Regions from separate parts of the Mus musculus genome. Here region 1 is linked to region 2. A link is a contact called in public HiChIP or PLAC-seq data. All regions are on one chromosome and are shown on one strand. The core of a region is the stretch at or near the end of the contact, and the rest is flanking DNA. Distances in the headings are between cores, read along the strand shown. Region 1 has its middle 7.6 kb from the start of Gm40683. Region 2 holds the start of Arid5b (AT rich interactive domain 5B (MRF1-like)).

The links. HiChIP or PLAC-seq counts read pairs in DNA pulled down with a chosen protein or histone mark.
Region 1: an H3K4me3 HiChIP or PLAC-seq map of bone marrow-derived macrophages shows a contact between it and region 2, with 4 times the contacts expected there. The contact joins the enhancer-like site here to the promoter of Arid5b in region 2. A contact is called at or near these places in 2 of 39 promoter capture datasets (the HPC-7 cell line and pre-B cells) and 5 of 115 datasets of contacts at active chromatin or transcription factors (bone marrow-derived macrophages, embryonic stem cells, microglia and 1 more).

Annotation. Positions count from the first base shown.
Region 1 is chr10:68,376,783-68,381,173 of GRCm38.p6, forward strand. No RefSeq gene overlaps it. Among named protein-coding and RNA genes, the nearest start is that of Gm40683, 7.6 kb to the right of the region's middle. Within about 2 kb of position 1,254, at least 20 of the 459 cell types and tissues checked have an H3K27ac peak or open chromatin away from gene starts, as enhancers often do. A contact at or near this core is called in bone marrow-derived macrophages and microglia, where this site is marked.
Region 2 is chr10:68,275,067-68,280,146 of GRCm38.p6, forward strand. It overlaps Arid5b (AT rich interactive domain 5B (MRF1-like)), which reads right to left and starts at 3,660. Exons shown (of 10, transcript NM_023598.2): 1 at 3,624-3,660; 2 at 2,864-3,118. The coding sequence starts at 3,644.

The sequences.
Region 1 (4,391 bases), core at 4-2,503, 99 kb after region 2:
AAGCTATAAACCAAATGCTTCTATTTCCCCTCAGCTTCTTTCCTTTCACCCCCTCTTGAAGAAACATCAAGCAGTCTCATGCCTTCCATGCTTCACCAAGATAAACCCTACAGTGAGCCTAAAAGTAAGCCTGCAGGATCATCACAAGCCTTTTGTAGGTTGGTGCTAATATGCTTATTGTCCTTTAAATAGCCTCTCCGTTTTTCCCCCATTGTGCCTCTAGGAAGAGATGCCTGTAGTACTGGTTACCTCCTATTTCAACAGACATCTCTCCATTCCTTTGGAATGTTTTCCCTAAATCTTTTTTCTAAGACTCAACTCCCCACTTCCTCTTTCCTCTTTACTTTTCTTTTCTTAGATAGGATCTCATATAGCCCAGGCTGGACCCAAACCCAATTGAGGATAACCTTGAATTTCTGATCCTCTTGCTTCCAGCTACCAAGTAATTCCAAGAGTGGTTGACAGATGAGCCCTTCAAACACCCAGTGAGTCCCCAGGATTCTCCTCTTATGCCCGCCCCCCTGCAGAATTCCTAGTTTCTAAGTGGCGATCATCATCATACTTAGTTTTCAGTTTTCTTCTCTCCTCTGACAGTAGATAGGCATCTACTTGACAGCTCCATGTCCACGAACATCCATCAATCCTCATGTTCAATGCAGCCCAACTCAACTATGGGTCGCGTCTCGCTTCTTCCTAGCGTTTTCTTGGTCTTCAAGCTAGGTCATCTTCCCAGTATGTGAGAAGACCACCTCCCAATGGATCAGATCCAACACATCACTCCTGGTATCTTATGTCATCTCCCAGAAGGGAAGGATACTGACTCACTCTTCAAAAAGTCTATAAAAAGCAAGAGCTGCTCCCACTGGCGTGACTCATGCTTTGGCCCAAACTACCATGGCCTCACACCTGTTCAACAGCCTCATAATTGGTTCCCATGATTCCATCCTTGACGGAGTCTTACCAATGTGATGATAGACTGATTTTAAAAAAATAGCTTTATTTACATGCTATATAGTCTACTCATTTTAAGCGAATGGTTGTACCATTTTAAATATATTTACCAAACTGTACAACTGCCATTATACTACAGTTTAGAACCCTGGTTCCCCTTCCATTTACATAGGGATCCTATATCAGTGATTGCTGACTTGTTACTTCCAAATATTCCCTTACTTCTTGCTCCCACACAATTCTAAAGGTGCTTCCTGTGTCTGTAGACTGACATGTCTTGGACACTCAACATGGCAGAATCACAGTTTATTTTTTCCTCTGTCCCTGACTTCCTTAATTGAGCATCATGTTTTTGAAGGCTCTCTCTGACAACAGCTGACATGGGTATTCCACAATTTCAAATCATACAATACTATTTTACCAGTATGGATATATTACTTTAGGCCCATCAGTTAATGGACATTTGAGTTGTTTCCGTTTTGGGGTCAAATACGAAGAATCTGTTTATGAGTGTCTGCTAATAGGTTTTTGCCCAGATATGTGTTTTCACTTCCCATTGGGTATAGAGCAAAGGGGTAGAATCAATGAGTCATTCAGCAACTCTATGTTTAACTTTCTGCGGAACCAACAGACATTTCCCAACATGATGGTGGCACTTTACAGTCCCACCAGCAGGACCTAGAGGTCTAATTTGTCTCCATCCATGCTATAAGCTGATGGTTTTGTTTATAGCGCTCCTAGTGGATTTGAGTGAATGATCATCGGGTAGACTGAAATCACACATTGCTGTTTTTCTCTTCTCCAGATGGCTGCTGCTCATAGTCAAACTTACAGTTCAGATGTCAGCTGTTCGGATGATGTGTGACCTGCCTCCCACACTCTTCCGGTCCAGTTCTCTTGCCTCCTTTCCAGCTACGTCCCCCCATGACTTAATCAGCTCCACCCTTTTTTAAGTCTGTGCTCATTGGTCTTTCTAGGATGTGTTTTTTTCCCCAGATCCTCTGTGAGGTTGCCCTTTCCAACCTTAACTACACCCCCCATTCTGTTCATGCCACAATATAGCCCTTCCCACCTAGCATCCAACACTATCTAAACATTTGAATTTTACTCTCATTTTTTCCATACCATTCTTCCTCCCAAAAGGTGTTCTCTCTCTCTCTCTCTCTCTCTCTCTCTCTCTCTCTCTCTGTCTGTCTCTCTCCTTCATCCATCCATCATTTCCTCCCACTCTCATACTGGGGGTTCAACATAAGGCTTCCTGACTAATAGAAAATTAATTTACTCTACCTTCAGCTCTCTTTCTTATTTGTATTGATTGTTTATTATTTATTTATTGAAATAGTCTCCTCAAAATGTCCAGATTGCCTTGAATTTGTCATCCTCTTGCCTTACTTTGCCTTCCTGAGGGCTGAGATTTCTTTTTTCCTTTTATTTTTTATTTTAAAGATTTATTTATTATTATATCTACACTGTATCTGTCTTCAGACACACCAGAAGAGGGAGTCAGACCTCATTACGGATGGTTGTGAGCCACCATGTGGTTGGTGGGACTTGAACTCAGGACCATCGGAAGAGCAGTCGGTGCTCTTAACAGCTGAGCCATCTCTCCAGTCCCGAAGGGTGAGATTTTAAACAGGGTCTTCTAAAGCCAGCTTTCCCCTTCTCTCCCCTCCACATTCTGACACTTACTCAGGATCGTGTCTACCGCACAAAAGGAACTCAAAGGTACTGTGTGAGCGTAAAAGAGTCACCTGACAGAACTCTGAGCGACTTTGCTTTAAGTCCAAAGAAGTCTGTCTACTGTCCCTCTGCCTCATACCACATCCAGCAAAGGAAAGTATTGTGAAGCAGAAAGACCTTTCAACAGGTCAGTAATAGAGGCCATGAGGGTTCAGTAGCTTAGGTCTCCTTCTTATTAGGTCTGTTGTGCTCAGGGTCCTGATAAAAACTGATTAATTCAAACGTAGTAACTGTATGATGTGCATATGTATTTATATACCTATACAATATTATACAGACATATGATACACACACACACGTATGTATATGTACACATATATAATGTGTTGTGTTTGGTTTTGCCCTAAATACTTTTTTAGTTATTTTATAATGAGGGGGAAATAGGGAACAGAGGAATGGATTCTGTCACGTGTTTTCACCTAATGATATATTAATGCTGAATTAAGTTTTAGGACATGGGGTCCTGGCAATTGGCAGCCATCAGCAAACCAAAACCCAAACCAAAAAAAAAAACAAACAAAAAAAAAACCCCAAACAAACAAACAAATGAAAAACAAAACAAAGCAAAAAACCAAAATGGAAAGCAACAACAAAACCAAAAAAAAAAAAACCAAAACAAACAAACAAATGAAAAAACAAAAAAAAAAAACCCAAAATGGAAAGCAACAGCAAGAAATAACAAACCCCAAGGAATAAATAAAGACTTCTCCCATTGTAATCTGAACATAGGAGCAGAGTTTAATGCATTCTTGTATCTGGGTTAGGAGCAATCAAGCTTTGTGTTGGCAATATGGAGAATTGAGTTACCATTTCTGACAGCGGTTGGACTTACTGATGGATACATTGTATCTGCTAGTGTGACCAACCAAGCAGGAAACAAAGACTAGAGTTTCAAAACAGTTGAAGGGTTGAAGGGCTTTAATAGATAGACCCTAATGAGGACTTTCGATTCTTTTAGGAACCACAAGAATATGTCCTGTAAAACCCTCATTATACAGAATGGGGTACTTAAAGCCAGGGCAAAAGGGAGGTGGTACCTGAAGAGAAGAAGATGAGAGCTTTGAGCTGGGGAAGATGGATGCTCTTACGCATGATTGATCATCAGCCTTCTTGCTCCCGTGATTTTGGGGAACGGAAGAATTTGGGGATGAGGAGCATTTGTGGTCCTTGTGAAATTAATTCTTATAAAACAATATACTTATTAATCGGGAGTGAAGGCATGAGCCTACAAGATGTCCTGTTTTAAAGCTGGCCTTTTCTGTGACAGTTGCATCTGTGATTGACATGTTCGTCTGTTGATTGACATGTTTTGAGGTTACCTCAGCTTAGAGGTTCTTTAGTGGATCAGTTTCCAGGGGGTTGTGGCTGGAACTTAAGCTATGAGTGGGGCTTCTGGGCACAACATACCTAGAAGAGAGAGGATGAAGGACACTGAAGAACACAACAGCATGGTCTGGAAATTCTCCCGGCCACCTGAGTGTTCTCACGGCCCTCCAATTCTGTGTGATCCTAGGATAGCGCCATACTCGAGTCCCTGGGGCTGTCTTGGCTCTCGGCTATCTCTGTTTGTGTCTCTGAGCATGTGGATTCAAGAAGGGAACCTTGAGCTCAGAGGTGGTCTGTAGTCCTCGAGCTGAGCATTGGAGTTGATTAATTAGAAGTGATTTCCTGAAGCCATTTGCTGAGAAAGATGGCTTATC
Region 2 (5,080 bases), core at 2,410-4,909:
CAATGATCATGTTCCTGCTTTTAGAACTGACGTCTTCCCATTTCAAGAAATCAGAAAAAGGCAGAACGTCTCTTTTCAATAGAGAGTACCCAGAATCCTGGTCGTCCTTCCCAGATAGGTGCCGATGTCAGCTCAATCAGGAAATTATTAACCTCCATTTGGTTACTTAAAATAAACTCTGCTGGCTGATGAAATGTTCTTGAACACCAAGAAAACATTCCCCTGCATTTAGCAACGGCAAAGGCATCCCTCAAAACTATTTAAAATCAATAATAAAAACCATTTCAATGTATATAAACAAGTTAATCGAGTAGGCGAAAACAAAGCAAATTTCTTAATGAGAGGCCCTGTTGCCCCCTCAAGGCGCCTGCAGTAAATGCTGGTCTGTGACTCTCCTCCCCAGGAGCCTGGCTGCTGCTGTTCTGCTAACGTCTGACTTAGGCCAGGGGGGAAATGACATCACCCGGGTGGAAAACCGATCCTGCACCGGGAAACTTTCTACCTGCTTTCCATTTGTCATAATTATTTTGCACAATGCAGCTTCCATTTGCATAATTTTGAGGCGTGTCATTATCTCAATTGAAAATTGTTTTAATATGGCTGAATAACTCACAATGACATCAGCCGAAGTCCTAATGAAATATACAAGTATAATCATACAGCTAATTACCAGCCGTGTTAACATTAAAAAACAAATCATGCATAATATTAGACTATGTATAAGCAGCTGAGGATTATAAATAGAGCCGCCCTCTCTCCACAAACCCCCTAGAGTTTACTTTTAAATGGCAAGATTAATTTTCTGAGGTATGGCTCATACAGTAGATACGAAATGCCTAGATCATTACAACTCCCCATAAGGAACAATTAAAAAGAGATCGTGTGTTTAAAAAACGTATCTATTCATTGTCAACAGTTCTGACAGACAGATGGGATCGTCTGTGGATTTTATTCTTAAATCAGAATTTGCCGTTTAGTTACATCAACAGAAATTAAAGAGGACCTAGTGGGGTCAACTCGGGGTCTTTTAAACAAATATTCCAATTTCAATTAAAAAAAAAAAGAGTGACCACAAATATCCCATAAAACACTGAATGATTTCCTCCTGGGTTTAGTCCGAAGTCTGTTAGGCACCAGCTCTTTTCTGGATATTTAATCCTTCCCTTCTCCAGATCACAGGCCATGTTGAAGTAATAAATTTGAAAAGCAAATAATAAGAAATCAGGAAGGGGGAGGGAGAGAAGGAAGACAGCTGCGCAGCAAAGTTGGGTCGGGGGAGGGGCTTGAGCCCAGGGGGGTGGGGAGGAAGGCGCTCAACCTGTTGGTGGGCTGCAGGGGTCCCACTCTGCATCCACACACCACCTTAGTCAGGCTGCAGGCGGAGCCCGGAAAGCCGAATGCTTACACCCTAGGCTTTTCGGGGAGGGCGGGGGAGGGGTGTGTGCCGGGAGGAGGGCGGAGCTTATTTCCGAAAAGGCAGATTCCTGGGCCGAGGTTCTGACGAACTCCCTTAATTAACCAGCCGCGGACCACTGAGGGGTAATTCGATCCGGGGGAGAGGGAGTGAGCTAGCAAGGCCAAAAGTGCAATCAACTCCATCAGCTCCAGGAATTTCTGCCTGGGCTGGCAGCTCCAGGGCCCCGGAGGAGTTCAGCACCGAACCATTCATTTAACAACAGACCTACCTCGAAAGCTCGCGAGCCTGGCGCCGAGCTAGCTGCCCTCAAAAGTCTCAGTCTGATCACCCTGCTCTGTCTCGGGAGACACAAAGCCTGGCCAGGGGGCCGTGCGCCCTCCCTCCCACCGCGCCCTGGGCGCAGACTCCCCAAAATAGTTCCCGTGTGTGTGTGTGTGTGTGTGTGTGTGTGTGTGTGTGTGTGTGTGTGTGTGTGAGTGTGTGTGTGTAGGGGGGTAACGATCACTCCACCAAGCTCGGCCCTCGGACCCGGGGAGCCCATAGAGGTGCGGTCACACCCGCAGTGACAGAGCCCGAGGGAGGTGGCCTGGTGGCGGCGCCGCAGGGTCCTCCCCGCGTCCATCCCGCGCACAGACTCGCACCTCACCGCAGAGGCCCCTGCACCCAGCCCCACACCCTACTGGAAGACGTCCACTTCGCGTGGAGTCACTGGAAACCAGAACATCAAATGGCTCCGGGAGGAGGGGGAGTGGGCGCGAGATAGTTCTTAATGCCGAACGTGTTTGTGCCGGTTACACGACCGCTTTGAAATCCGCCCGGGCAGATGCGCAAGTTATTTGAATGTATTATCCCAGTACCTGTCATTTATCACTTCAGTCAACACGCCTTTGCCAACTCAATTGCTTTTGATCTCATTCTGCCTCCGTTTCGTAATTTCCGCCCTCTTAAACATATCAAATACTTAAAAGAAAAAAAAAAAACGTGAACAATATCAAAACCCACTAAAAGAAAGCTACCCAGCCCAGGAGCCAGGCATGAAGTAAAAAAATTAAAAAAATTAAAAAGCAAAAAATATGTACATTAAAATATGTATATTAAAGCATGAGATATTAATCTTCAAGAAGAGGTAGCTAAACGAACACACACACACACACACACACACACACACACACACACACACACACCCTGGAACAAAACCCTTCTTGACAAGTTATTTGATCTTGACTAAAATCAGCAGTTGGACGGTCTTTGTAAAGCTGACAGCCAAACTCTGACAATGGTAAAATACTCCAGCCCCAGTTAGTGGCGCTACCCCTTTAAAAAACGAGCGGATCCTGCTCACCGCAGAACTGAATACAGTATTTTCAAGCTTGCCTTATAATACGCATTACTGGAGGGGGGGGGTAGATAATAAAGAAGGAAGAGAGGGAGAGATAGGTTTACCACCTCGCCATGGTCGCTATTTCTGCCCTGGGGAGTGTCTTCGGGGAGGAAATAAAGTTTCGAGCTGGATAAAAGTTGCCGGCTGGTCCTTTCTTCCCACAACAGCTGGAGCTCCGCTATGCAAATCGGATCCTTTGGCGTACATCTTACAAAGAAAAAGTCGCCAAGGGACAAGATTCTTGGTTTGCCTTCAAGGTGGAATTGAAAAGCCTTATAAAAAATATAAGGTCCGTGCAAGCCACACGGTGAGCCGACCCACTGCAGGAGGGGGAGAGAGAGGGAGAGAGAGAGAGAGAAAAAAAAAAGCACCACGTAAATAATGTAGCCATCAAGCACAAATATCTATTCCCAGGCACATTAACACACAAGACTCTCAATACAGACCGGCCCACAGATAGAACGCTGGGTGAAAAAATATTACAAAACCCACTAATTTTCTGCCTCCCTTAAAAAAAAAAAAAGAAAGAAAGAAAAAGAAAAGAAAAGAAAGAAAGAAAGAAAAGAAAAGAAAAAAAAAGCCCTCCGGGTCCCCACCACCCCTCCCCAGTTCCCCATATGAGGCGATAAAATTACATTATGTAGGTATGATCAGCGCAGGGATTTTTAAAAAAAACAATAAAAATGATTTTGGGGGGATGCAGAGGGTAAAAGTTTGGTAAAAAGTTTGTGGGGGGTGTGAGGGGGTGTGAGGGGGTGGGTGAGCTGGGGGGCTGGGGGGTGCCGGGGGGCGCCGGGACCGCAGGAGCGGAGGAGAGCGAAATACCTGGAGTGAGTTGGGCTCCATCTCGACGTTCTGAATTGATTGAACTCAACATTCTCTCCAAACTTGTTGGCTTGAATGGATTGCATCAGGTCCTGGCAGGGGAAAGCATTCTCTGCTTGCAGCCGGCGTGATGTCTCAATATAAAACTAAGCTCTAGCCTCCCCCTCAGCACCAAAATGATTGAAAATATATCCTAATATTTCCTCGAAGACTCAATTTTCATCTCCTGTAAAAAAGATGTGGGTTTGCTGCCAAAGATGGGTTGATCAAATTCGAAATAGGGAGAAGGGCTAAGTCCGACCTCGGCGGGAAGAGAATGGATCAAGGCAAAAAGCAGACAGGAAGATGTAAAAAAAAATTGAAACCCATCCTAAAACCAAGTAATGAGGGTATCTTTCTCTTCTCAGTTCCTCGTGTCTGTGGGTAACGTCGGTTGAGATTTTTGGAGCAGACCAAGTCTCTCGAGCTGCGTTGTGCATCTGACAGGACCTGCTTGTATATGTCTAATATAAAGAACATTTCCTGCAGAGATTCCGGGGCGCCGCTCCTCTTTCTAATGCTCCTTAGCAGATTTGCTGTTATTAGACATGTAGATTTGTTTGATAGTTAAATTACGTTTCCTCACTGCCATGTTTGAGAGAACTAATCTGTTAAATTATCTTCTGATGCCTATTTACACGGAAGGGAAAAGTGGGTTATCGATTATATAAACATATAAATATTAATGCATTTGTTCGCTTCGCAAAAAAAAAATACTCAGCAGGGGGGAAAAAAAGGAAGAAGAAGAGCAGAAAGACAAGTGAGCAGTACACACACGTCTCGTGATTTTGCAACAATATTGAACGGACAGCAACTACATTTAGGGAGAGGAACAATAAACCATGCATGATAAATCAATACATGCGAGCCGCGAGTCTGCTCGGAATATGAATTCGGGCTCTGGGTTCTGCGTGTGCATTCTTTAATTTTGAAGTATATACACTCGTACGTGTTTACAATGCTGATGGACGCCAAGGGCTCTCTCAAATGATAATGTGTTTATATAACCCGGCGCTACAGGAATAATATACCGACTTCTACCCCACCCCCAATCCTTCCCGTGCCCCCCTCCTCCCAAAAGGGAGGGGGAGCTTTCTCGGTAATAGTTTGAAACTGAAAAAAATAATCCATTTGCAAACTAGTTAAATACCATCAGAAATTAAGCTGTTGGAAACGGAGGTGGGGGGTGGTTAACACAACGTAAGACAATAAAGGTTTTAAATGTGTATATTTATTGTTCTGGAGCCCTGGAGCATTGCGCGGTTTGCATGCACGGCTATTATGCAAACAGAGAAACTTAAGAGCCACAGAACAAGGAACAGGCAGGGACTGCAAAACCCTCGCTCGCTGCGACCCAGCTGCCGGTCCTCCGCCTGGCTCGCTTGCATTTTCGCAGCATTGATGTAAAATGGTGTACT